Linked DNA regions of Mus musculus: all the other regions are linked to region 2. The links are chromatin contacts, called in public Hi-C, HiChIP or PLAC-seq and promoter capture Hi-C maps. All regions are on one chromosome and are shown on one strand. The core of a region is the stretch at or near the end of the contact, and the rest is flanking DNA. Distances in the headings are between cores, read along the strand shown.

Evidence for each region. Promoter capture Hi-C pulls out the DNA fragments that hold promoters and counts their contacts. A called contact is a pair of places that touch in the nucleus more often than the background predicts. HiChIP or PLAC-seq counts read pairs in DNA pulled down with a chosen protein or histone mark.
Region 1: a contact with region 2 is called in an H3K27ac HiChIP or PLAC-seq map of regulatory T cells, with 12 times the contacts expected there. The contact joins the enhancer-like site here to the promoter of Ptger4 in region 2. A contact is called at or near these places in 14 of 39 promoter capture datasets (the 3T3-L1 cell line, HPC-7-derived erythroid cells, cranial neural crest and 8 more), 2 of 15 datasets of contacts at CTCF or cohesin (the NIH/3T3 cell line and large pre-B cells), 2 of 484 Hi-C or Micro-C datasets (bone marrow-derived macrophages and uterus), 19 of 115 datasets of contacts at active chromatin or transcription factors (the 230-238 cell line, CD8 T cells, the NIH/3T3 cell line and 14 more) and 2 of 9 other capture datasets (adipose tissue and macrophages).
Region 3: a contact with region 2 is called in a Hi-C map of the N1E-115 cell line, with 6 times the contacts expected there. The contact joins the enhancer-like site here to the promoter of Ptger4 in region 2. A contact is called at or near these places in 16 of 39 promoter capture datasets (the 3T3-L1 cell line, 3T3-L1-derived adipocytes, the C10 cell line and 10 more), 1 of 15 datasets of contacts at CTCF or cohesin (the NIH/3T3 cell line), 3 of 484 Hi-C or Micro-C datasets (the N1E-115 cell line, bone marrow-derived macrophages and uterus), 18 of 115 datasets of contacts at active chromatin or transcription factors (the 230-238 cell line, the SCID.adh cell line, astrocytes and 13 more) and 4 of 9 other capture datasets (adipose tissue, liver, macrophages and 1 more).
Region 4: a contact with region 2 is called in an H3K4me3 HiChIP or PLAC-seq map of embryonic stem cells, with 9 read pairs. The contact joins the enhancer-like site here to the promoter of Ptger4 in region 2. A contact is called at or near these places in 13 of 39 promoter capture datasets (the C10 cell line, cranial neural crest, embryonic stem cells and 8 more), 1 of 15 datasets of contacts at CTCF or cohesin (the NIH/3T3 cell line), 17 of 484 Hi-C or Micro-C datasets (the 3T3-L1 cell line, the AML12 cell line, CD8 T cells and 13 more), 28 of 115 datasets of contacts at active chromatin or transcription factors (the 230-238 cell line, CD8 T cells, the NIH/3T3 cell line and 20 more) and 2 of 9 other capture datasets (macrophages and pancreatic islet).
Region 5: an H3K27ac HiChIP or PLAC-seq map of thymic regulatory T cells shows a contact between it and region 2, with 11 times the contacts expected there. The contact joins the enhancer-like site here to the promoter of Ptger4 in region 2. A contact is called at or near these places in 9 of 39 promoter capture datasets (the 3T3-L1 cell line, the C10 cell line, embryonic stem cells and 5 more), 2 of 15 datasets of contacts at CTCF or cohesin (the NIH/3T3 cell line and large pre-B cells), 2 of 484 Hi-C or Micro-C datasets (bone marrow-derived macrophages and group 2 innate lymphoid cells), 16 of 115 datasets of contacts at active chromatin or transcription factors (the 230-238 cell line, the NIH/3T3 cell line, the SCID.adh cell line and 11 more) and 2 of 9 other capture datasets (adipose tissue and macrophages).
Region 6: a promoter capture Hi-C map of embryonic stem cells shows a contact between it and region 2, with 6 times the contacts expected there. The contact joins the enhancer-like site here to the promoter of Ptger4 in region 2. A contact is called at or near these places in 16 of 39 promoter capture datasets (the 3T3-L1 cell line, 3T3-L1-derived adipocytes, the C10 cell line and 10 more), 1 of 15 datasets of contacts at CTCF or cohesin (the NIH/3T3 cell line), 18 of 484 Hi-C or Micro-C datasets (CD8 T cells, the MNK3 cell line, the NIH/3T3 cell line and 12 more), 30 of 115 datasets of contacts at active chromatin or transcription factors (the 230-238 cell line, CD8 T cells, the SCID.adh cell line and 16 more) and 4 of 9 other capture datasets (embryonic stem cells, liver, macrophages and 1 more).
Region 7: a contact with region 2 is called in an H3K4me3 HiChIP or PLAC-seq map of the SCID.adh cell line, with 19 read pairs. The contact joins the enhancer-like site here to the promoter of Ptger4 in region 2. A contact is called at or near these places in 17 of 39 promoter capture datasets (the 3T3-L1 cell line, the C10 cell line, the HPC-7 cell line and 9 more), 2 of 15 datasets of contacts at CTCF or cohesin (large pre-B cells and pro-B cells), 7 of 484 Hi-C or Micro-C datasets (the NIH/3T3 cell line, bone marrow-derived macrophages, muscle stem cells and 3 more), 24 of 115 datasets of contacts at active chromatin or transcription factors (the 230-238 cell line, CD8 T cells, the NIH/3T3 cell line and 15 more) and 5 of 9 other capture datasets (adipose tissue, embryonic stem cells, liver and 2 more).

Annotation. Positions count from the first base shown.
Region 1 is chr15:5,761,058-5,764,800 of GRCm38.p6, reverse strand. No RefSeq gene overlaps it. Among named protein-coding and RNA genes, the nearest start is that of Gm41258, 89 kb to the right of the region's middle. Within about 2 kb of position 2,085, at least 11 of the 459 cell types and tissues checked have an H3K27ac peak or open chromatin away from gene starts, as enhancers often do. A contact at or near this core is called in CD8 T cells, the SCID.adh cell line, effector CD8 T cells and 2 more, where this site is marked.
Region 2 is chr15:5,242,682-5,246,632 of GRCm38.p6, reverse strand. Ptger4 (prostaglandin E receptor 4 (subtype EP4)) reads left to right here and starts at 2,446. Exons shown (of 3, transcript NM_008965.2): 1 at 2,446-2,950; 2 at 3,438-3,951. The coding sequence starts at 2,935.
Region 3 is chr15:5,868,491-5,872,404 of GRCm38.p6, reverse strand. No RefSeq gene overlaps it. Among named protein-coding and RNA genes, the nearest start is that of Gm41259, 170 kb to the left of the region's middle. Within about 2 kb of position 2,399, at least 16 of the 459 cell types and tissues checked have an H3K27ac peak or open chromatin away from gene starts, as enhancers often do. A contact at or near this core is called in the N1E-115 cell line, adipose tissue and second pharyngeal arch cranial neural crest, where this site is marked.
Region 4 is chr15:5,931,122-5,935,137 of GRCm38.p6, reverse strand. No RefSeq gene overlaps it. Among named protein-coding and RNA genes, the nearest start is that of Gm41259, 110 kb to the left of the region's middle. Within about 2 kb of position 1,332, at least 9 of the 459 cell types and tissues checked have an H3K27ac peak or open chromatin away from gene starts, as enhancers often do. A contact at or near this core is called in embryonic stem cells and stem cell-derived epiblast-like cells, where this site is marked.
Region 5 is chr15:5,844,673-5,848,341 of GRCm38.p6, reverse strand. No RefSeq gene overlaps it. Among named protein-coding and RNA genes, the nearest start is that of Gm41258, 170 kb to the right of the region's middle. Within about 2 kb of position 1,596, at least 2 of the 459 cell types and tissues checked have an H3K27ac peak or open chromatin away from gene starts, as enhancers often do. A contact at or near this core is called in regulatory T cells and thymic regulatory T cells, where this site is marked.
Region 6 is chr15:5,893,806-5,897,373 of GRCm38.p6, reverse strand. No RefSeq gene overlaps it. Among named protein-coding and RNA genes, the nearest start is that of Gm41259, 150 kb to the left of the region's middle. Within about 2 kb of position 1,478, at least 8 of the 459 cell types and tissues checked have an H3K27ac peak or open chromatin away from gene starts, as enhancers often do. A contact at or near this core is called in embryonic stem cells, where this site is marked.
Region 7 is chr15:5,797,054-5,800,788 of GRCm38.p6, reverse strand. No RefSeq gene overlaps it. Among named protein-coding and RNA genes, the nearest start is that of Gm41258, 130 kb to the right of the region's middle. Within about 2 kb of position 1,283, at least 2 of the 459 cell types and tissues checked have an H3K27ac peak or open chromatin away from gene starts, as enhancers often do. A contact at or near this core is called in the SCID.adh cell line, where this site is marked.

The DNA.
Region 1 (3,743 bases), core at 836-3,335, 520 kb before region 2:
TTCAGTTAATCATGTCTGCAGAGAAGAAAAATAATGGCCAGTATCACAGTGAAAAAGTCTACCTATTGAAGTCCCTTGAATTTTGCATCGGCCTGAGGAATGTAGACTGTGCAGTCACGTTAGAAAAATTACACATAGCATATGTGTACATGTAAGTGTGTGTATGTGCACAGGTGTATATGATATAGTTATACAAATATGTATTTATATGTGATATAAATGACATTTATATATATATATATATTTATACTGATACTATATATATTTTTTTATGTCTCCATACATTAATTTAATAAAGTGAAAGGATTGCCCCATAACAGTTGAATATATGAGTTGTTTTTTCTTTTTTTTTTTCTTTTTTTTTAAATAGTTTTTATTGTTACATATTTTCCTCAATTACATTTAGAATCTATCCCAAAAGTCCCCCATACCCTCCCCCCCACTTCCCTACCACCCATTCCCATTTTTTGGCCCTGGCATTCCCCTGTACTGGGGCATATAAAGTTTGTGTGTCCAATGGGCCTCTCTTTCCAGTGATGGCCGACTAGGCCATCTTTTGATACATATGCAGCTAGAGTCAAGAGCTGGTTAGTTCATAATGTTGTTGCACCTACAGGGTTGCAGATCTCTTTAGCTCCTTGGATACTTTCTCTAGCTCCTCCATTGGGGGTCCTGTGCTCTATCCAATAGCTGACTGTGAGCATCTACTTATGTGTTTGCTAGGCCCGGCCTAGTCTCACAAGAGACAGCTATATCAGGGTCCTTTCAGCCAATGCTTGCTAGTGTATGCAATGGTGTCATCATTTGGAGGCTAATTATGGGATGGATCTCTGGATATGGCAGTCTCTAGATGGTCCATCCTTTTGTCTCAGCTCCAAGCTTTGTCTCTGTAACTCCTTCCATGGGTGATTGTTTCCAATTCTAAGAAAGGGCAAAGTGTCCACACTTTAGTCTTCATTCTTCTTCAGTTTCATGTGTTTTGCAAATTGTATCTTATATCTCGGGTATACTAAGTTTCTGGGCTAATATCCACTTATCAGTGAGTACATATCATTTGAGTTCTTTTGTGATTGTGTTACCTCACTCAGGATGATGCCCTCCAGGTCCATCCATTTGCCTAGGAATTTCATAAATTCATTCTTTTTAATAGCTGAGTAGTACTCCATTGTGTAAATGTACCACATTTTTTGTATCCATTCCTCTGTTGAGGGGCATCTGGGTTCTTTTCAGCTTCTGGCTATTATAAATAAGGCTGCTATGAACATAGTGGAGCATGTGTCCTTCTTACCGGTTGGGACATCTTCTGGATATAAGCCCAGGAGAGGTATTGCGGGAACCTCCAGTAGTACTATGTCCAATTTTCTGAGGAACCGCCAAATAGTTATTATATGACCTCAATGAATTTTGTGTAATTATATATTATCATATTTTATATTTTATTTATATATTTTATATGTAATCAATATACATAATTAGGAACCATTCATCGAATGATGAATACAATATCCATCTGAGTATGAGTATAGATATAATCAATTATAACTTATAAGAAGTAAACCTACAAATTTAGTTTATAATTAATTAATTAATTGTGTACAAATGAGAATTATTTTTTGTTATTAGTATGAATTTTAACATAATTTCCTAAAATGTCATTTTATGGTATTTTCAAAATATTTCAAGTGAATTTTACAAAAACAATTCAGTGTTTAATGTAGGAAGAATGAAACACTCTATAAATTCACATGGGGAAACTACATCAACTTCAGTGACTTATGAATATGATTTCTTTCTACTTCCTGTCAACAGAGGTCATGGGTTTCAACAATTTTGTTGCAAATATTTTTCTCATAAAACATGGTGAAAGCAATGTTCCCTAAAGAAATGATCTTGCCCACCCAGCTTCACAACCTCTAGTGGTGTTTATTGGTGGTAATCCTGGGTAAATATCTTGATAAGGGGAATTAATATCTGAATACTTTAAGCAACTCGGCATGGCAAATGTTAAGATTTCAGCAGTATCTGTACAAAGTCTTGTTCCTGTGTGTTATGGAACATCTTTGGTGTGGAACCCACAGCCACAAATGCATAAAGCGAAACTACCAATGAGAATGTAAAAATCTCTACCACAAACTGCTGTCAATTGTAACCTATAGTTAACCAAAATTCTTTGCTTTTAATGGTTATTAAAGGTTGTATGTTTTTTTTATTTTCGTAAAAAGAAGAATGTAGTCTGGAAAGACAGAGACGGGCATGTTCTTGTGTTTTATGGAGTTAGGCACTCCTGTTCTTGTAGAGTTGTGAGTGCTCATTTTTATTGTTCCAGTGGAAACAGTACAGGAAAGGCTCACAGACATCAACATTGAACCTTTGAGAGCAAATCCATCACACCTGTGCAAAAAGAAACCAATAGACGGTGACAGTTTAGCAGGATGCACACTAACCTACCACGTAGTCTGAGACACAGAGCCTCATATTTTCAGAAATGCACATACTATCAAATAGCACATTTGCAAACAGTATCTTCAACACAGACACAGTGAGATCTGAAAGCAACAGTTCACACAAAGAGTATGGGGGCCTCCCCTCTACTAATAACACTCAGGATAGAAAAGAATCTTTCAACAAAAAATAGAATGTCAAAGGAAGATGGACAGATACTGTGAAATAAAAAGAAAAACATTTTATCTTTTCTAGACTTAGATTTTGAACCTAAACTACACTCAGGATATACTTAGTAATTATTACTTTATAGTGTCTACAATATACTGACATTCAACTAGTGAATAATTTTGTGTCACTCTGAAATTTTATTATACCTTTCTAAATATACTTTTATCACATATGCCAAAAAAAAAAGATCACTACTGCATCCTGAAATCCAACAGAAGACTAGATAGTTAAATCTATTAAAAAAACTATTATGGCAATCAAGCCTCCCTCCAGATCAAGACAATCCATTTAGTAATTATTCAATAAACATTATTTAATATTTTGCTAAAGAGTCTAATGAAATGTCAGGTGAAATATGTGTATTAGACATTATCTGGCATGCAGCAGACAGCTTCTGCTAAAATAAAGATGCTTGAGACAAAAGATTATCAACTCTTATTCTTTCTTCCAAAGCATTCTATCTGTATTGAAGAACCCACCCCAGTGATGCTCAGAGTTTGAGAAGTAAAATAGTGCATGCAAACACACACACACACACACACACACACACACACACACACACACACACACACACACACAGAGAGAGAGAGAGAGAGAGAGAGAGAGAGAGAGAGAGAGAGAGAGACAGAGACAGAGACAGAGAGAGAGAGAGAGAGAGACAGAGAAACAGAGAGACAGACAGAAAGACAGAGACAGACAGAAAGACAGAGACAGAGATATATATAGAGAGACAGAGAGACAGAGAGAAACAGAGAGACAGACAGAAAGACAGAGACAGACAGAGAGAGACAGAGAGAGACAGAGATAGAGAGAGACAGAGGGACAGAAACAGAAGGGCAGAGACAGAGAGACAGAGGGACAGAGAGAGACAGACAGAGACAGAGAGAAACAGAGAGAGACAGACAGAAAGACAGAGACAGACAGAGACAGACAGAAAGACAGAGACAGACAGAAAGACAGAGACAGACAGAAAGACAGAGACAGAGAGAGACAGAGAGAAACAGGAGAGAAGGGGGAGATTATAACCTTTAAAACTAGCATGCTTAGCACAGACTGAAAACATATTTTTT
Region 2 (3,951 bases), core at 1,197-3,696:
GTAAACTGGATTCTTATTTTCTGTTAGCTTAAAGCTATCGTGAAGAAAGTCTAAAAGATTAGCAAGCAAATGTCTCAGTCAATAACACATCCAATAATAGACACTGATTTTTCCCAATAGTATACTTTAAGATACTTAATAATCGTGCTTTTTAGGTGTGTTTTTAATAAGGTCTCATAATACAGCCCAGACTAGCCTTGAACTCAGTCTTCCTATCTCAGCCTTTCAAATGTTGTGAATACAGGTCTGTACCGCTATGCCCACCTTAATATACTCTCTGTCATGAAAAATTAATACCAACAATTTTTAATTAGAAATTTCTCTGAAATGTCATAACTGTTCACAATTCATCCTTACTCTCTTTGCAAACCCTCTCTTACCTCCAAGATCTCTGCTTGTCTCCCTCTCCCTCCTTTCTTCCGTTCCAACCAATCCCTTTCCAAATTTTGTGAGCCTGGGCTTGCTTTATATCTAGTTTATCCAAGGCCATCTGTGTGGACTGAAACTATTTCCTGTAGCCTGAACTACACCAGTATTAATTTTTTGCATTTCAGGAACTTAAAGAGGAAAGAAACTGGGAAGGAGTTTGTTAGCAGGCTATGAGGAATGTCGTCTCATGTTTTTCTGACAACCAGCTAACATGAGTACCAATCATACAGTGTGGCCGGTGAGGAATGGGGGTGCAAGGTAGTTTCCGTCCTTATTTTTCTGGTGTTGATTTGTGTTCTGTGCTGACACCATTCTAGAGATTACTCTCCAAAGGACATGCAGACACCAAAACGACATCAATGGTGACAGCAGACTCAAAAACTGAACATCACCACTGACTTTTTTTTTTATCAGCTAAGAATGCTTTCCCTTCTGATGTTCCTGATGAAAAGGCTTGCACACGAAATGTATTTTGATACCCACATGTTCCCTTATACAAGTAAACACAATTCTGAGTACTTCTCTAGGCTGAAGTTAGTTGAAATCGTAAAATCTTGGTTCTCTCACTACTCGTTTGTTTCTGAGGCTTGCTGAAGAATCATAAATTCTTGGCAGATTTAAAAAAAAAAAAGATTTATTTATGTGAGTACACTGTAGCTATCTTCAGACACACCAGAAGAGGGCATCAGATCTTATTACAGATGGTTGTGAGCCACCATGTGGTTGCTGAGAATTGAACTCAGGACCTCTGGAAGAGCAGTCAGTGCTCTTAACTGCCGAGCCATCTCTCCAGCCCCCATAAATAACAGTAGAGGCATACCTACTTGTTTCACACAAGATTCAAGCCACCTAGTTACCCGGTTAGATGCTAAGCATGGAGTGAGGTTTTTGTAAGAAGTTGAATTGTTCAGAAAACCATACTACAGTCTCATTGTGTAGTTTTTAAAGGATCTGGTGACAGGGTTTTAATTGCCCCCTGGTGTTTTCCGATCTTAAATTCTGTTTTTTAGGAGAATAGTTGATAATTAAGAAATGATTGTTCCTCATCAAAGAAGAAGCCGAACAAACTATAAACCAAAGAATAGGGAAAGGCAAATAGACCTTTTCCGAGTTAACAAAGAGGCAACGCCTGGAAATTCGTTAATTTGCTTGAATTTCAAACCCCTCTCATCCCGCAGGTGAAGATGGCTAGCAGAAACTGAACAGGAAAGCACTTGTTTCAGCCTTCCTGAGGAAGAATGCTCTCTCTCTACAGTTAAACAGTCCCCCTCAACTAAATCTCAGGTGTGCCTGTGGGCCACAGGTCTCCAAAGAAAGCCCTAAACTCTGCCATCTAAGTGAGAAGTTGCAGTTCCGTGTTGCTCGCCTTCCTCCCCGCCTCCGCTTTGGTGCCCTATTGAGCGCAGCTAGGGCACTGCCAAGTAACTCCTTTTATGGTGAGAGGATGGATTCTTAGTCGCCTCCCCGCCCAAGCCTGGTACCTACTCACCGTGCCTCTGCCAAGTCCCACCCGGAGCTCTCGGGCGTACACACCCACGGACAACCACACACCCACTTTTCCTCTCCGCTCTGTGGCTCCCGGGTAGAGCCCTAAAGCAATTGTCCCGACATCTCAAGACCCACATGTTTGATCTGTGGGTGGAAGATGCGAGAATTTAACCACTCTAACCCGCAGAGCAATGTAGACCAGACACAGGTCCCAGCATCATTCCCGCTAAATGCCCAGCTTGGGAGTGGCGAAGCTCGAGCTGGCGTTTCCTGGGGACTCGATCTGGGGGGTTTCGGTACCTTCGAGGGAGGGAAGGCACTGAAGCTGCACCCGCAGCCGGGTGGCACCCCCGCAGGTCCCTCCAGACCTCCGCAGCTCTCCGCCCCGCCCTCCATCACCGGGCTCCTAGGCGGTGCTAGAGGAGGTCTCGCCCCGCCCCCTTTCCAGATCAGCCAATGGAAGCCCGGGCCGCGCTATGACTGTCTCCGCCCCCTCCGGGGAAACTTGCGGGAGGAGAAAAGTTTGTTCAGAGGCTGGAGACGCCGAGAGCGAAGCTCGAAACCCGGCAGCGGGAGAGGAAGATGAACGGCCTCAGGTCAGAGCCCCAGGCCCAGTGGACCCCGTGCCGCCCCCAGAGCCCAAGGAGCGGCCTCAGCGGCAGCCGCCTTCTCCGGTAGCTGTCCGTTCAGCCCGCTGCTGGGGAGGAGGGAGCCCGGACCTACGCTCTGTTCCACCTGCACGCGTGGCGGCGACACACCTGGACGCTGACCTCCCGCACTAGACCTGCGCGGGCCCTGCAAAGCTGAGACTCGCCTTTGAAAGGAGGAGGCGTTAGTAAATCAAACAAGAAACCCCAGACTGGTCTTCACCGACCCATCCCGCTAGCCTCTCTGGCTTTCCAAGCTTTTTTGAAAGCAAGATACTCTGACCTCAGTTCCGGAAAGTTGGCAGCCACCGAGCCCCGGTTCCGAGACAGCAAAAGCTTGACAAGTTCCGCACTGCGTGGGAAGAGACTGATGGCTGAGGTTGGAGGTAGGTCCTGAACATCTGAGGCCTGAGCCTTGGGCACACCGGGCTCCTAACCCCACCCTACAGGTAAGTCGGGATGGAGGTCTTTGCGTGTTCAGGCGCTCTTCCGGGAAACCAAAGAACAGAATGTCCCATAGTGTCCCAAAATGTCCATAACTTCTTTCGATGAGCATTTTATCCATTCTGTGGGGAATATCACTAGGGAGTCACTTTTCCCTTGAGAAGGGTCTTGCTCATCTCGGCGAGGGAATGAGCTGATTATGGAGCGGTGGGGGTGGGGATAGGCGGGAAATAAATATATTAATGTCAGCAGAGCGGTGCTCTTGACAGAACGGATCCAGACCTTGGGAATTTAAGTAGTCACAGTTAATGAGTAGCTACCGATGAGGAAGTTGGATCTGGGTGCTCTCCTTATCTCTGCGACACAGCATTTTGGCCATGGGTCGAACACCTTGCAAGTGGTAAATGGCTCGTTTCTCTTTCTCTCTAGGTACCATTCCTAGATCGAACCGTGAGCTCCAACGCTGTGTGTTACTAACCACCACCATCATGTCCATCCCCGGAGTCAACGCGTCCTTCTCCTCCACTCCGGAGAGGCTGAACAGCCCGGTGACCATTCCCGCAGTGATGTTCATCTTCGGGGTGGTGGGCAACCTGGTGGCCATCGTAGTATTGTGCAAGTCGCGCAAGGAGCAGAAAGAGACGACCTTTTACACTCTAGTATGTGGGCTGGCTGTCACTGACCTTCTGGGCACCTTGTTGGTAAGCCCGGTGACCATCGCCACATACATGAAGGGCCAGTGGCCCGGAGACCAGGCACTGTGTGACTATAGCACCTTCATCCTACTTTTCTTCGGTCTGTCGGGTCTCAGCATCATCTGTGCCATGAGCATCGAGCGCTACCTGGCCATCAACCACGCCTACTTCTACAGCCACTACGTGGACAAGCGGCTGGCCGGCCTCACACTCTTCGCCATCTATGCATCTAACGTGCTGTTCTGCGC
Region 3 (3,914 bases), core at 1,150-3,649, 630 kb before region 2:
TAACTGGAGAGGTAACATTTGTTTTGTTTTGTTGTTTTGTTTTGTTTTGTTTTGTTTTAGAATCGTAAACTGCAAAATCAAAACAATTTTCTAGACAGAGAGAGGTTGAGCAGGAAATGGACACTTCCTCATTTCCAGTTCCCTTCAATATGGGTGGGGTTAGGTCAGGGGAGAGGAACAAGAACATGGAAGAACTTTGTTACAAAGCCAACGTCAGCTTACAGTATGACCAGTGTGCTTTAGAATCCTTTTTATTTTTTATTTTTTGAGATTATAATTATACCATTTTCTATATTTAGGAATGCATTGATGCAACCTGGCTAATGTATATAGTGTTATTCATATGTGTATGTTTTCAAATCTTTGTCTAGACATTTAACAGCCAGGACAGCTTATCCAACAGAACACTCTATATCTTTACACAGTCAGCCCATTCTTTGCATCTGTTCCTGCGGCATAGCAAACCAAGTAGTTGATTCCTCTACATCAGAATGTCTAAATAACATCTGCTCCTCTGTCCTGGGCTTCTGGGAAAGGAAAGAGAAACATACAGACAGCAACAAACCCTAGTGAATCCCTTTGCAAGCCATTTGGTGCCTCTCCTGTGCACTGCCTGTGGCACGCTCAGGAACTTGTCCCCGAGCACTCCATGTCAGCCAGACAGGTTTTGTCCTCTGAGCTGACTTAGAAAGAGAAATCCAGCAGTTTTCTCCCCAAGTGGACTGTTACACATTTGGGGTTTAGATTAAACGAGTCTTCTATGTATGGAAAGCGGGGCTGCAGATATAGAGATCAGATCTCCCTAGGTGTGGAAGTCCCGTTTGTGCAATGTTACTTGCATATGTTTTCAGGGCCGACCGTTTGGTTTTGGATAACAGTGGCCTTCCAGGATTTCCTGTTTCTCATCATGCCTCAAGGTCTCGTGCTAACAATTGAAACTCGTAATTCACTTGCCATAAACCCTGGGCTTTAGTAAATATTTTATATTCATTAATTATTTTCATCATTAAGACATAATCCTCATTTTATGAATTTGGAACCAGACATACCATGTACCAAATATTTAATAATCATTTCCTCAAGTCACCAAATCACAGAGTGTGAAACCAGGATTTAACCTTAGTTTATCTTCATATGCTATATTCTGCCTAAACTCTTGCAAATTAGGGGATAATATTTATAAATCTATAATTTCTTTTTGTGGAGTAAAATTTCATCTTAAGTCCTATTAATCTATTTTCATATATTCAAAACAGGCATGCTCAAAATTAACAAATGCATGCTATGTTCTTTTAGCATCTATTTATTTCTAATGATCTAGTTATTTAAATTTGGGGACAGATTCTTACTCTGTAGCCTAGGTTGGCTTCAATTTCACTTCATAGCCCAGGATGGCTTCCACATCAGTATACTGTCCAGGTTGACTTTCAACTAGTGACTTTGAACTTTGAACTCTCTGTGCTAGAATTACAAATAACTATAGTCAAGTCCAGCTCCATTTTGCAACAATTCAAAAACAAAAGGAAGTTATGTAAACAGTATTTCAAAACATATGTCATGGAAAGCAAGCTGATATTCATGGACAATACAATCAAGTAATCTTTAGAGAGAATATTAAGACAAAAATCATAAGTGTTAAATTTTTCTCCAGAAGTGTAATCATTAATTGTTCAGTTCCATATGTAGCAAGAACACTGTACTTATTTTGTATATGATAACACGTATGCCTAGAAACATGGAGATCAGTCATTATTAGAGTAATCAGGAAATGAGCAGTCTCCAGAGGATCTTGCACATTCCATTACACTATTCCTTGCCATTGAAAGAAGCAGGAGTTAAAGTCTCACTAGGGCCCCTCGGCACCTACTTCCCACCCATGTCCCCACCCCCTCCTCTCTTTAGGGATAAATGAGTGCTATTGTATTTTTAAAAATAGTTATAAATTAAAAAATATTTTTATTTATTCACTTTTCATCCCTCTCACTGGCCTCCTGCTTACCCCCTTACAATTCTTCCTCCCTCCCTTTCTCTTCCGAGCGGGTGGGGCCTCCTGGGTATTCCTCCTCCCCTTGTCACTTCAAGTCTCTGTGAGGCTAGACGCTTCCTTTCTCACTGAGGTCAGACAAGGCAGCCCAGCTAGTAGAGCATATTCCGTACACAGGCAACAGCTTTTGGGTTAGCACCCAAGAAATGCAAGGATTCAGGACAGAGTTGAGACTAAGGAAATGGCCAACCAATAATCAGTCCAACTTGAGACCCAGCCCATGGGCAAGCACCAGTCTCTGACACTGTTAATGATACTTTGTTATGCTAGCAGACAGGAGTCTAGCACAGGCTGTCCTTTGAGAAGCTCTAACCAGCAGCTGACTCAGACAGATGAAGATCCCCACAGCCAAACAAGTGGGTGGAGCTTGAAGACTCTTTTGGAAGAATAAGAGGAAGGAATTTGAGCTGAAGGGGCTAGGAACTCCACAGGAAGACCAACAGAGTCAACTAATCTAGATCGTTGAGTCTCTCAGAGACTGAACCACCAACTACAGGCTAGACCTAGTTCCCTGTTCATATGTGTGCAGCTTGGTCTTGATGTGGGTACTGAACAACTGGAGTGCTATCTTATTATACTCCAGCCCCTTCTGCATGAGAACAGATCAATGCCAGGCAAATCACCCTCTCAAAACTACACCCTCCCCCAAACCTCACTCACCAGAGCCTCAGGAATTCGTTCCTTAAGCTGCAAATGTGAAACTTTGGAAAGCTGAATTGGTAGCTGAATTGGTAGCAGACAGTTCCCAGTGTACACATTAATATTTTCACGTTGAACCTGGCTCGTGTTTATACATCCAGCCTGGCATCTGGCATTTGTTACTAGAATAACACAGCTTTAAAATGCCTGCCAGCCCCGCGGCAAGCCAAGTCATCTCCACTTAATGAGAAGTATCGCTCCAAGCTTCTCTAAACGTTAACCAGATGCCACACGCTGTCAGTTCTTCTGCCACCGGAATATTAACAAAGTGTCGACACATCTGTGAGTCGCGCTTAGATCCAGATGACAAAGTGATACTGTGATACCAACAAGTTGAATGATGATCCCTAAGCCAGAGCATCTGTTCCTGCAGGTCCCCTGAAATTTTGAGTTAGGCTTTGTTTCAAATTTATGTATAGGCAGTGAGTGAGGTCTCATGAGTACAACCGATCTTGCTACAGTGTATCACAGAGCTCTGGATGTAAGGCATCTCACTTGAGCTCTAGTGGGATTTTGTATCCCCTTGAATATTAAAGGGAGGAAATAGAAGTTACACAAATGGAAACAGTCTACATTGTTGTCTTGTCACTGTTTCTTTCCACGTTCTCAACTGCTTGCTGTGGAAAAACTCACAACAAGGAAAACAAACCCAACACGATCCTTAGCAATCCAACCAAACAGGAAAAAAAATAATCCAAATATTCTGAAATTGGCAGAGACTGGCAAAAAAAAAAAAAAAAAAAAATCTGTGCATATGCATGAGCTCCTCATACTCCTATATTGTGCCCTTGCGAACTGAGAGCCTATCTATTGCAGTGTCAAAGCCTAAAAAGTATTTTTAGATTTGGAAAGAACCTTCACAATCATTAATATCCCTCCTAGACATTGGTTCTGTTTCAGCTACAATGTTTTTCCCTTGAGGGCATGATATATGGGTGGGAGAGCAGGTCTAATGGAATCTTCAATCATATACACGAGCCTGGTGTTTTAGTAAATAAACATGTCTCCTGAGCATTGTGGGCAATTCTAGGCCCTTAGGGAACACAAGGGAGCCCCCAGTTTATAACTAAATACACAAACGGAGCCACAGGAAGACCTCTTCCTCCCACGTTCATCGGGAAAATCACTGATGCACAGTAATATATTTAAGGTAAGTGAAGATGTGCTTTCC
Region 4 (4,016 bases), core at 83-2,582, 690 kb before region 2:
GTGTAGTGAATAAGAGGAATGGAGTCTGTAAACTTCCAAACTAAGTAGCCGGCAGGCAGAGTGAGAATTAAGTACAATGTGAATTATTGAATAAAGGTGTTTTATGCAAAACAAAACAAAACAAAACAAAAATCCCTAATGTATGGAGCACACAGCTGGTTCAAAATAAATTGTGTTTTCCTAGATCATGGAAATTTACACATAAGATTTAAAGTCTTAAAGTTAGATTAGGCCCAGGGGTCCTGAATCAGCATTCCTACAAACCTTGAAGAAATTGATTTTTGAATGGAATTGTTGACTTGTTTGCCTATGGTCACAGAAGCAACTGCCCTTGCTTACAAGTTGCTCTAAGACATTCATTTATCTCATAAATAGTCCCTGACTCTTTTTCTTACTATTTTCTAGTAGTTTTGTTTCCCAGTGTATTGCTAAGAGAATTGAAGGGGGCCTTTGAGGCAGTATTTGGAGGGCAGTCATTTCTCATTAGCTCCATCCCTTAGGGAGAAAGCATAAATCAACTTGATAAATGCCCACCTGGGCAAAGGTGAGCTTCCTAAACGCTGAGATGCTAATTTGGAGCATGCTGAGCTGTTATGTAATGTTTGGTTTCAAATGCAGTTTTACTCTTTCATTGCACTAAATATGCCATTGGGTTTCCTCTTCCTGCTGTGGCCCCTGCATTGTAGGATCTTGCTGAGAACTCAGCAGACAGAAGGTTAAATGAAGGAAGTATACCAACGTTCCAATGGGAGCCCTGACTGGATTCTCTCTACATGTTGCAACAAAACAGTGTGGGAAGTTCCAGTACAGAACATGCGGGAAATGCTCTCATATAGCCGAAGTCTTTACATAAGTGGAATCTGTCTATCATGAACCTGAAAAATGTTCCAATGTTGACAGCATTAAGATGAAGTGATAAAACAATTGGAATGTAGAGAAGTGAGAGTTGGCACAGAATGAGATATTCCTTATGTTGACTTGTTTAATGGACACATAGAATTCACTGTACATATGTGAGTGTGTGAGTGAGTGTGTGTGTGTGTTTGTGTATTTCAAATGTTCTTTAATGCAAAGATTTTTTTTAAATTTTATGATAGTATGACAAAATACTTGTGAAACATTAAAAAATTAAAAAAAAATCATACCATTCATGCCAATGCAAGTTGATTTTAAGATACCTAAAAGAAAGATGTAAAGAATTTAGGATATAGATAGATTAATCTCAAAAATGATATACTTGGAAATTGGCTCTTTTCTATGTAACTGTAGCTTCCCCCAGCCTTGAAGCAGGTTGATTCAGACCTCACATCCTCTGAGAATGAGACCGCCTGGGGTGGACCCTTCTGACTTAGATGGCTCTATTGTTCTTTCACCTGCGGGCTGCTCTTCTCCAAGACACTGCTACCTGCTGAGAGGCCCTGGAGATATTCCAGAGACTGCATCTGGCAGATCTGCCTACAGGCCGGCAACAGGCACCAAGAATGGATTGGCCTCCCCCCTTTATAAGCACAGACTCTTAGTAAACTTTGGGGTCTTAAACAGAAACATGTCTTGGCCTTCATTATTTCTCTCGTCGTTTCCTTCCATACAGCTTCGGCCTCCCACTCAGGAACCCAGTTAGTGAGGCCGCAGGCGGCTACATGTAACCATTTTTTTAATTTACTTTTTTATTCTTTAATACTTTTTTACAGTCCAGGTTTCATCCCTATCCAGGTCTGCCCCCCAACCGCTACCCATCCTATATCTCCTCCTACCCCCTCCATCTCCAAGAGGATGTTCCAGTCCTCTACCTCTATCCCACCAGACCTCCCCACTCCCTGGAGCCTCAAGTCTCTCTAGGGTTGAAGATGCACCTATGTAACAATTTTTAAATGTTCCAAAATTTATACAAAGGAATAGTCAACTGAAGAGCCCAGTGAGTCTATTAATTATAAGAAGAACCACAGAAGCATGGTAGAGAGAAGTTAAGAGCGAAGTAAGGGTAGTTGGAAAGCTGGGAATCTCCATTTTCTAGATACAACATGGCTGTTGGATTCATGAAGTCACAGAAGCCAGAGGCTATGCAGAGCAATCCTCTAGCCCTGGAGAGGCGGGGCTCACTGACAAGCTTGTTTGTTTAGCTTATCTTACTAGGATTCTGCTTATCTGGACAATGGAAAGCTCTCCAGTAGTGTCTGTGTTTGCTTACACAAATAAATATTGGATTAATTAGAACATGTTCTTAGAGAAGAACACCAAATTCTCCCTTAAACATCATCAACGTAAGTAGGATGACCCGTTGTTGTTTCATGGAGGTTTACTTCACTATAATTATGTCATAAATAAGGATAGTGACAGAAGCATTGATATGAATAGTGTCTGTCTCAGGAAATGACTTTTTGTGCTAAATATACAAATTTACTTAAATTTCTAATTAAATCTGAGCACTTTGCTGTTAAAGAATGAAAGAAGATAATGCCAGAGGGAAGATCATTAAGTCATTCAAAAAGAATTTAAGTAATTTGTTAACTAAAAATCATATTTGCTGGTTCTTTGAGTAACTTTTTTACTTTTCAAGTATTTTTGCATGTAAAGTATCATGAACATAAAGTATCATGAGAAAATAAAACTGCAAAATCATGATGTGTATTATCGCCTCCTCTGGAGTTTGATTTCTAAATAAGAGTTCACAAGTCAGAATAGATGCTTATGATCACCTAAAGTGTTGAGCATCATATGCTACCCATGAAGAACATGCACAAGAAAGGCTCACATTGAACACTGAGAAAGCAAAGAGTCCCTCAGATACAGTATTCCAAAATAAGCTTGAAGTGATTTTTTTGGTCACAAAAGACACATTGGAATAGGGAAAATAAGAATTCTATGAGCTAGAATGAATGAATGAATGAATGAATGAATATATACATAAAGGGTTTCTGCTCTTCGTCCTGTTCTTTTTATCTTCTCTATTTCTTCCTGAATTGAGGCTTTCAGTTTCATGGGTAAGGAGGAGTGGATAAACTAGATATGTAGGTGTGAGCAGAGCATGCTGTGTGGTGCTGGAGAACAAATGACCAGGACTGCCAGCAAATGCAGCAAGCAGACACGGAAGGGCCCCATCAGGCAGCAAAAGGGAGCTGTGTAAGGTTTTGACTCTGAACAGTCAAATGACAAATGCCTGGATCAATGGGTGTCCTGGCACTACTTTGTAAAACTACACACAAGACAAAGCACTAAACTTCTGAGAGAAATAATTTCCGAATCAAATTAAATGTATGAAGTTATTTCTTTCTCGAGTAGATTTTGAAATAGCTCATTAAATGTTCATTATCTTCAGTTTTTTCTGGAAAACCTATGGTATCCTATTACTGGAGGGAAAAAAAAAAACAACTTAAATGGCTTTATAACCCTGGATCAGTTACAAACTCAGATTTCAAATTTGATATGATTATAATAATTTCACATTGTCACAATGATATCAGAATATAAAAGAATGTAGTTAGAAATAAATTGGCATCTGCTATAATTCAATTGAATAAAGCAATTTATGTTAATGGATACTGAGAAAAATGTAAGAAATATGAAATATGACATAACATTAAAACATAGACACAAAAATCTATTTTGATAAGACCTTAAAAATCAGTTGGTACATTTGATTTATTATGCCCATGAGTGGAAATTAAACACTTTAAAGTTGATAATGAGACAAAATTCATAATTCTATTAAATAAAGGCAAATGGTTTAATTTATACTTAAAAACTATGTTATACGACTAAGATGCTGAACCCTGAGTGCCCTGCTACTCCACTGTATTTTACAGTTTCTTTGGTGTCTGATTCTCATCCTCCTCGTTCAGGGTTATTATAAGATTTAACGGTATTTATGGCTCCATTGGGCATGTGAGTATGAGTGGAGATGTTTGTAGAAGTTTCTAGGTATCTTATCTACCATAATTTTCATTCAAAGACTCTGAACACTTTATAAGAGAATAACATCTTTACGACACAAAAAATGATCCACTTTCAGAGGAACA
Region 5 (3,669 bases), core at 347-2,846, 600 kb before region 2:
TTCAAATTTCAGTTATCTTAAGCTATTTATGGAAGTCAACAGTTATGTGTTGCTGGTGGTTTTTGTATTAGACAGTTGAATTTCAGTAGACCTGTTGATAGAAGAGCTACTTTGAATTTTCATACTAAACTCAGAAAGCAAAAGCACTAGATAATTTCCTCACACCAGTGATTGCAAGGTACACATCAGTCAGGAAAGGTTATAATCAACCTAGTGTTCCCTTCTGCTTACTGAGGAAAGCAGTGTCTGAGGCAGACTGGATGAACTCTGCCAAGATCATTAAGGAAAAGCCAAGACACAGATCCCACTTGGGCCACAATTGAGGTTGGTAGGATTTGGGTATATGTGACAACAGCATAAGCCTGCTTTGCAGTCTCTGACTGACAGCTTAACAAGGTAGCCAGGAAATCACTATGGCAAATGGTTGGATCTTGTAAAGAGTTCACTTTTGTTGCAAGCAGGTTCAACTGAATGAACACTTGGCCAAGAATCAGATGGCATATATTGATTGTGCTACATACCACTGCCAAGAGATTGCTTAGGAAGGATTAACACAATAAGAAAGTAGATTCTAAGGACAAAGGATGTAGGACAAAAGAAGTTTCATGCTGATCAAATTGATATTTCACACCATAGATGTGTTTAAAATTCATGAAATGGCGTAAGGAACAAAGAGGTTCAGATGAGGGAAGACAAGAGCTGCTTCACTGGGTCTCATTCATATTGCAGATCTGTCAGATCCACTCCAACAGTAATGATGATACTTATCAAGCACGGAGTGTCCATCGGAAACCACAGTGATGAGTATTACAATAGCCTACATTTACTAGATGCATAAATTATGCCATTATCTGTTAAAAGTGCATCTAGATAAAAGTGTATTTTCTATATCTTAAACTATTTCTCTCTTTCTTTAAAAGAGCAATAAAAATATAATTTTTCCAATGCCAAACTGATAGAAAGAAGGCAATTAATACAATGACTCTCTATATAATGATAACAAATTATGCATTAAAAGTTAGAAGCAATATAAAAATTCCAACTTCATAAAAGAAAAAGTGGGACTGGAGAGATAGTTAATGTTAAGACTGCTCTGCCAGAGGTCCTGAGTTCAATTCCTAGGAACCACATGGTGGTTCACAACCATCTGTAATGGAGTCCCATGTCCTCTTTGATGTGACAAGATTCTTACATACATAAAATAGATAAAAACTTAAAAAAATAAACGCAAAAGAAATGTCTCAGCAAGTAAAGGACCTATTGTACAAATTCACTGACTTTACTTAGATCCATAGGACCACAGTGGAAGAAGAAAATAAGCCCCCTTAAGGAAATTTGTCCTCTAGCATCCACATATGTGCTCTGGCATGTGTGGATCTATCCCTAAACAAAGACACACAGACACACCTACACCTACATATGCTCAGACACAAAGACGCATACAGACACACAAACACATACACACACAAACACCAGCTATGAAAAGTTTAAAAAGAAAGCAAAAGAGTCTATCGTTTGCTAAATTTCTTTCGATATGTTGGAGGGGACTCCCCATCTCCTCCAGCATTTACAAGAAAATACCATAAACTGGTTCATTGTGAGACTGTAACAAACTACACTTCCCATGAGACAAGAAGAAAGTCCTTACCACACGATAAGATCCTTGCTTTGGGTTTCTGTCCTCTAGTACGTTGTAAAGAAACTTTCTGTTGTTTGCAATTTCCTGGTGACTTAGATCACTTCTGATCACATTGCTGCAAACTTAATCAACATGGCTCTAACTCACTATTTGGTGACCTCAGATATGTAATTTACCTCTAGACAGCCAACCCTCAGTTACAATTTTATTACTATGAAGTCTACAATCATTTTGTTTTAATCTGAATGTTTGTGTCCCCATCTCCAATTAATAAATTAAGATCACAATACTCAAAGGGGTTATTGTTTGGAGACGGACGCTTCTTACCATTTACCAAAAGAAAGGAGGGCTCTGTGGTTTCCCCCATTTGCAGCAGCTTTATGAGCTACTTCTTGGTGAGAACTTTAAAACTCCAGGGAAACTGTGACGATACTTTTGCTTGCTCTTTGCTTTTTCTGTTGTCTAAAACATGAACGAACTGGATAGTAAATTTGTTTTAATTGTACATATAACAGCACCCAACCCATCACAGAATTTTATCTTAGAAGAAACTTGATGATGATACAAATGGGCATAAAAATGGAGCAATTCCTCCATCATGAGCCACCCATTATATCTTATAACTGTGCAAACGAACGTAATACAAAAGAAATTGAAATTTATATTCCAAACCCCATTTTGTTTTGTTTTTGGTATTTTTGTTACTATATCATTTTTTCTATCTTGTATTTCATAGAGAAGTCTGCCACTGCCAAATGAAGCTATCTGCATGGACACACCCCCAGGACGATGATGGCTTATTTTAATATCAAATTGGAAACCACAATTACTCTCTAAGGATTAATTATTCTAAAAAAAAAAAGGCGGGCGTGGTGGCACATGCCTTTAATCCCAGCACTCAGGAGGCAGAGGCAGGCAGATTTCTGAGTTCGAGGCCAGCCTGGTCTACAAAGTGAGTGCCAGGACAGTCAGGGCTACACAGAGAAACCCTGTCGTGAAAAACTGAAAAAAAAAAGGATTAATTATTCTTATTCATAAAGATACGTAAAGTGTAATCTTTCCAGATATGTGGTTTTTCTTCTGATGAATTTACATACAGATTTGAGAAAGCATACTATATTTGGTCATAATTTTGAGAAATAAATGAGATGCTACAACAATTTATTCTTGTTTGCCTATGTGTAATTATTAATTTATTTTATATATATTATTTAAAACTCAAAATAATGAGAAATATAGCGTTTCAAATGTCAAGCTGATTGAAAGAAGGTAATTAATTCAATGACTATATATAATGATTTTATATATATATATATATATATATACACCCACACATACACATATAAACACACACAAATATACATACATATACACAAACACACACATACATGATTGGCAATTCAGAAAGCATCCTTACAGCTACAGCTTCTCTAGAGTTTTAAGGCCCTGGCCAACAAATGTATACAACAAATGTATACACACACACACACACACACATATGTGTGTGTATATGTGTGAGAGAGAGAACTTCTCAGTGTGTATGTTTCTTACAATATGTGCTTGTGTGTGTGTGAGAGAGACCTTCTGAGTGTGTATGTTTCTTGAACGTATGTTCTGGGGCCTAACCAGTTAGTACCAGAAAACCAATTGGTGTGGTCTTCTCTGGAGAAGACCATTTCTATCATGCTCAGTATTTCTTAATTGACTATAGGTCTTTGTGTAGAATTGAAGTCTTTTTATGAGTTGTTAGTCAGAGGGGTCCTATTGATTCCTAAAAATTGCAGAATATGGTGGTAAGACCCTACAGCTGAATTCATCACATGTCTTGACACTTGATCCGTAATAACTAGCTTTCATAGTGCTAAAAGGTCTTATGTATGCTACCGAAAGAGAAAAATATTAACAGTATTACCTATCTGGGAACTCTGAGAAGTATAATTAGCTTAGCAAGACGTGCCCTCTGGTACAATAGTAGCACACAAATTATAAGAATAAACAATCATTTTTTGATTGGATTTAAATTCTGGTCC
Region 6 (3,568 bases), core at 229-2,728, 650 kb before region 2:
TGCATACGCCAGCAAGATTTTGCTGAAAGGACCCTGATATAGCTGTCTCCTGTGAGGCTCTGCCAGTGCCTGGCAAATACAGAAGTGGATGCTCACAGTCATCTATTGGATGAACCACAGGGCCCCCAATGGAGGAGCTAGAGAAATTACCCAAGAGCTGAAGGGGTCTGCAACCCTATAGGTGGAGCAACAATATGAACTAACCAGTACCCCCAGAGCTCGTGTCTCTAGCTGCATATGTAGCAGAAGATGGCCTAGTCGGCCATCATTGGAAAGAGAGACCCCTGGGTCTAGCAAACTTTATATGCCCCAGTACAGGGGAAAGCCAGGGCCAAGAAGTGGGAGTGGGTGGGTAGGGGAGCAGGGTGGGGGAAGGATATAGGGGACTTTTGGGATAACATTTGAAATGTAAATGAAGAAAATATCTAATAACCCCCCCAAAGAAAATGTTAATTTAGGTGCAGCTGTAAACTGTGAATTACAGATCAATGTTTTCTCCTGCTTTGAGAAAACTGACTTATCAGTCTTAAGAAAGCTGTTGATTTTCTTTTAACTTTAGATCTTATTTTTCTTCCTCTTTAAAATAAAAGGAGAAATGAACAGCACTTGAGATAAATCCCTTAATTAGAGCAATACAGTTATGCTTTGATTTTAAGATTGATTTTTGATGCTAAGATTTAAGATTTAGGAGACTATCATTTCAATTTTATCATGTATGTTTTACAATTGTTTATTATTGCTCTCATTATATAAATAAGCCTTTTAATTGAGTTATTCCTCAGTTTTTCTTCAGTCAACTGTGAATAAATACTTCACTCAGCAAGAATGAGACACATTTCAGTGTTAATTCCATTAATGTCCAGGGTTTTGTCTCATTTTCTGCTCAAACATGTACCTGGCTTGAACAAATGATTCCAGTTAAGTGTCTATTGGATTATTGTTTCATCTTAATTACTCTTTTACTTTTACTTAAAACATTTTAACCTTACAAGTTCAAACCAGGTCTTTGAAATGAAGCGGTGACAAGTTAAGTGGTGCTATGCACACTCCAGTGAAGTCTGCTTGGCAGGCCGAGAGGCCTGAAAGCACTCACAAGGCAGGGAGTTTCAAAGAAACTCAACCTCCTGGAGCCAGGCATTCTCATAACCATATACTCATACCCTATCCTCAAGTTAGTCTGCTGTATGGATCCATGTGCTCTCTTTTAGTATTATTTTATTATAAGTGCCTTTAAAGATTGAATTCTGACATAGCTAAGCCTTCGTCAGTGTTCCAACATCCTAGAAAATCCTTGAAGCCAACAAACTTGGAATTCAGTAAGAAGGTTATCTGTTCATTAACATTCAAATTTACTTCTAGAAGAGACAGTGAAACTAATTACGCATTACAAAGAACGGAGCTAGAATAGCTCAGGGCTGGTCTGCAGAGTGATTACTTAGGACAGTAGCCATTTATTCCCAAATAAGGGAATATACAATGGCCTAGCTAATAGGTGGGTTTACCATGAAAGAGGGAATCCCATTGAGACAGGGATCTTCTCTACAGCCAGGTATAGCAGGCTAGATTGCATGTTAGAAGCAAGTTGGTGAATTCTTCTGACAAATGGAGATTTGTCACAGATACTTAAAAGAACAGCCAAGTTACCTTCATATGCAAGAATTTACCAGGGCCTAGGAAATAGGGGGGTTGTGATATTGCATTATTCATGAGAAGGTCTGCTAGAACAGAACCCCCTGGTACTAGCTTTCACAAGGCTCAAAGGAGTAGCACAAATTGTGACTAGGGTGAGAAATCCTTACCTGTCATTAGCTGACCCTAGGCAGGGCTGTTTTATCTTTACTGTAAATATTACCTGGTTCCTGTAAGTCCTTTTGAAGTCATTCCTTTGTTTTGTGTCAGGTAACTTCAATGTACTTTGCCTGCTGTGACTTCCTACCCCTTTGTTTTCTGTATTATATAAGACTGGTGTTCACTTTGTGACAATACACTCAGATTCTACACAATCTCTCATGTTGATTCTGTCTGTCATTCACTGTCTCCTTGTCCACCTGCAACCAGAGACCCGTTCTACGCAGACAGGGACGAAAAAGGGTCTGTGGCAAAGTGGAAGAACACTTATCAGTCTTGGCAGTGAATAGCTCAGATAGTGTTACTTTAGAACTTAGTACAGGGCGCCAATACGAGCCAATAGTGTAATCACTGTGATGTAAGTGAAACTTGAACTGAATGGATGCACCTGTCGCAGCTCCCAGCAATTATCACATTTTAACAGACGAAGTTAAGTGTGTTTTCTTGAAAATTAGTTTTGCCAACTAAAGTATCCAATACACACAGATATGTATAAAATTAGACACTGTATTTTTATGTATTATAACACATATTAAAAAACAGGCAATTGCTTTGTTCCGAGAAATAGTATCAAAAGATACAGTAAGTAGAAGATTGTATCTTCTGCTGTGTTGGATGTTTCAATATACCACACCATTGTAAGAACATGGATATATTCCTATGGCTATGCTCTCTATGCTGGGTATATATGTCAGAGTTCTACAGTAAGCAGGATAATAGAATCATCAAATCTAATATAAAGAAAAGATGTAGAATTAATTATAAAGTTACAGACTTTATCATCTTTATCAGTCCTAAATACATGTTAAAGAAAACAAGGACATAAATAATTATATCAACTTCTGCTTCCATGATCATCCCTCATCAGTAAAATAATTTAGAAAAAATATAATTGACACTCTTCTGGTTTTTGATTGCCAAGTTTTCAATTATCTATGTCATTTGTGTAAGCTATTAGACAACTAATCTCAGTAATAATAGATTGTGGGCTCCATTCAAAAGAGATTTATATTTAATATAATGATTAGCAGGTACATAGTTCTCAGGTGTTTATGTGTTTCAAAATAACCCTCTCTTAAGATCAGGAAGTTTGCACAGCAAGCTCTAGATCATGTTTCCCGGATATGGCATGGGTTGTACATAGAAATATGCAAAGGAACTGTGATAAGCAATTCTCTGCTTTCTGTTGAGATCTCAAGTTGTCTGTGCTCCAGAGTTTTAAGGATCTCCATGGTTTATAAAGAAAAAGCACATTTTTCATTATGACATATGTACTGGCTAGTTTTATATCAACTGATACAAACTATATTCATCTGACAAGAGGAATCCTGGACTGAGAAAATGCCCTCGTCAGATTGGCTTGTGGACAAGCACATTCTTGATTAATAATTGATATGTGAAATACCAGTTTACTAGGAGTTATGCCTCCCCTGTGCTGGTAGTCCTCAATGATATATGAAGGCAGGTTAAACCAGCTACCAGGAGCAAGTAATTCAGCAGGCCTCTTCAATTGCCTCCACATCATGCCCTGCCTTCAGCCTATTGCCCTGACTTCCCTGAATTACAAGTTGGAAGATGAAATAAACTCTTTCTGCCCCAAGTTGCTTTTGGTCATGGGTTTATTTTTTTTAATCACATCAATAAAGCCTCTATCTGTTACATAATGATATAATTTTACATTCATGGTTCTCATTGAAAGCTTTTGAAATGGATTAACCTT
Region 7 (3,735 bases), core at 34-2,533, 560 kb before region 2:
TAAATTAGAATAGAAGCTGTGCCTTGGCTATTCAACTATAATAATACTTTGAAATCAGATGAAATGATGCTCTTTTCTATGTCAATATATAACAAAAGTGCCTTTGATAAAAATCCTACATTGCTACATGATAAAATTCATGTATAGACTCTTATAGTGGCAACAATCTAATTAGATTTGAAGCTCATTCCACAAGAATGAATTCATACCTCCTATAAAACAATATGACTTCATACTATAAATCCAGTCAAAAGTCCATGGGTGAGGAGGTTAGATGCCATAGGAGAAAAAGTAATAGTGATGTTTAGCTGAATTATCATGCCAACAGGCTGCCTCCTAATATTCATGTTCATATCCATAGACAAAGGCTACTCTTGTCTTTTACCAGAGAAGCCTTGTTTTGGATCAAATGGCAGCAAGTACAGAGATGTATAGATGCTCAAGGTGTTCAGAGTAAGTGACTTTTGAGTACTCAACAATCACGAGGGCATTTATACAATCTCTGTAAAGTTCAAGTGTGGTCAAGAAGAGGGGACAGAAAGAATGTGAGACTCAGAAATTGAAGAGAGCGCTGTAAAGTGTTGAATTCTGGGAAAGACATAACCAATGCTACCGTGACCTCTTATCATCTGTAGCCATATGCAATGGATCTACACAAGACTAGGGCTAGCATAATCAGTCATGGATACAGTAAAAACTTATGGGGCACTGCCTGTTATCTATTAACTACTGGCTACTGATGGCTTTTGAGGAGAGGAATTCAGTTATGAGTTCACTGCTGAGGCTACCAACCTCTAGCAGAGAGTTCCATTTCACACAGAAGTTCCTGGTTAACTCAGTGGACCTCAAAAACAACAAGACATAAATGCTAAAATAAGGCCTGTTGGAAAGAGGAAAGGTCAGAGAAGTGGGAAGGAGACTGGAACATAACAAGAATATATTTCACACACACACACACACACACACACACACACACACACACACACACACACACACACACACATATATATATATATATACACAATTGTCAAAAGAGCAAACTCAATAGAAGTTTAAAAAAAAAACCCTTAACTTGTAAACATGATACAGCAAAAGAGTTAATCTTACCTCATATAGCAAAATTGTAATTCAACTAAACCTACCCTAAGCAGCCTCCTGTCCCCTCTGGACCTTCATTATCCAGCCACCTCTCTGTCCACCTTCATCAGACCTACTGATCCGGAACCATATAGTTTAGATTCCCTTCCTGCACCCATTTTCCTTCCCACTGTGCCTGCTGTCTGTCCAGACCTCCACTGTATGGTCACCTCTCAGTCTGCCTCTCCACTCCCCAACCTCCTTTCTGCCATGTCCCCAGGGGCATAACCAACTGCTTGGAGACTTGCATGTCCCTATGAGTTCTATTTTCCAGCCCAAAGTTACCCATCTGAGGCCTGCCACACCAGGATCATCAAGTTGAAGTACCCCTCCCAATAACTGCTACACCAGTAACATCCAGGGACAACCAGATGGCTAAAGGTCAGCATAAGAACACAATCAACAAAAGCCAAGGCATTATGACACCTTCAGAGCTCAGCTATCCTATTAAAACAAGCCCTGGATATCCTGACACAGCCAAAGCATAAGAAAATGACCTTAAATCCAACCTTATAAAGGTGATAGAGGCCTTTAAAGAGACAATGAATAAATCGCTTAAACAAATACAAAAAAAAATACAGGTAGAGGCCTTTAAAAAGGAAACAAAATAAAGCCCTTAAAGAAATCAACTAAACATCCTAAAGCAGGGAATGTATCTTGTATTGATGAGGCCTTAGATTCCAGTAGCAGTTTTCTTACAAGTGTAGTAGGAAAATGAAAGGCATTGAGAAGAAAATATGATGATGAATACAGATGAGGAATATTGATGTGGTCACAGGCCAATATATGATGGGTATCTTCCAGAAGCTAGTAGAGACAAGAATGAACCTGACCCTAGAATTCCCAACACCTTCATGCCAGACATGAATTCTCCAGAACTATGGAATATCTCTGTTGCTGTAAGAAATGAAAACTGTAGTAATCTATTGGAAATCCCCAGGAAACTATAAAATACACAAGCAATATCATTGAGTTCATGATGGTAACAATTACTACTGCAATACATTTTGACATAGTGATGAAAGGATTTGTAAATCCTAGGCTCAACTATTATAACACTGTGGTTGAAACCTTACATGTATCAGCAAATAAAGACTTCTTATAATTCTTCCTTATCTCACAGAACTCTAGAGAGGACATCATGAAGATCTACATTAGACACACAAATTGAATTTAGCAATATAGAGAGGAAGAAAACAAAAGAAATTTCTAAAGAATGTAGAGGATGAGGGATTTGGAGCTGATTTTGTTAGTAGCTCTTGCCTCTTAGTGAAACAGTAGAGATTTTGAAAATTATAGACAATCTTAGAATCTCTGGAACAGAATCCAAAACATTGTATTCTGCAGGCAGGAAGCTGGGTAAAAGTACACAAGCTAGTCCTACCCCAAATAAAATTATCTTTATGGGAAGATGTCCTTAAGAAGTAGGTCAGAAAAGAAGAGGCAGCATCATCGAATTTCAGCAGTGTGCAAAAGTCAAATTCAAGGACAAAGTATTCCATTCACAGTCTCAACTAAAGCTGCGTGTCTCATCCATTCCAATTTTAGTTTTGCAGATTTTCACTTAACTCGACAAAGTAAGATATCCATCATGGCTAGCTGAGAAAAGAAAAACAGAAACATTTATATATTACAGAAAATGACTTCCTTTTCTTATCTTTTATGGATGGAGAAGAAATTTTGTTTGTTGCCATTTTCTTTTTCACTTTGAGAGCTGTATCACTGTGACTTCTCTCTGTTGGAATTTAAAAAACCTTCTCTTGTCCTATGAATTAATTAGAAATATTTAACAAGTACTTTAAGGAGAACCTCATTTACTTGAGATATATTTGTCATGGGGCTATTAACTATAAACTTAGGCTGGAATGAGTTCAAATTCTGGCTATCCATGAGATGGGCATACAATCTTGGAAGCATTGTTAATTTATCTAAATCTTACCTTCTCTATAAAGTTGAAATGATTAAATATCCTGAATCAAATGAAGTAATAAACACAAAGCAGACAAAATTGTGTGTGTGTGTTTGTGTGTGTCACAGAAAGAGAACAATCTTTACATTTTCTTTTTCCAGCACCAACCTTGTATGTATTTGAGACACAACTCTTAGTGACTTGAAACTTAGTAGACTTAGACTGACTAGGGATTCACCAGTCCCACCTCTTCTCATTTGAGATGGCAAAGACATGTGCAATTAATATTCTTGTTCTTGTCCTGCAACAAGTAAACAGAAGCCCAGTTATCCATTCTAGATGAGTGAGTGATACGTGGGGATAGTCACTGGCAGACCTCTGTAAGGTAGGATCTTCTAGAAATCACCAAGACTCATGCATTGAATGACATAACCAACTAGTGAATAGAGCTTAGGTCAGAGTTAGCCAGAATGTGACCATAGTTAAGAATCAGACTCCATTGAACACAATGCTGTGATGCAGTTCTGTGTTTACCTTTGAGGCCCAGCAAGAATCTCAAATAAATGACATAGAATTGTCTTGTGATAACAAAACACTATAAAGTCAGTAATGACAAAAAGATTAAAATGAGTTAGTGTTTATCATTCAAGGCACCCTGAAAGACAGGAAATAAAAGAACTAATCAACTT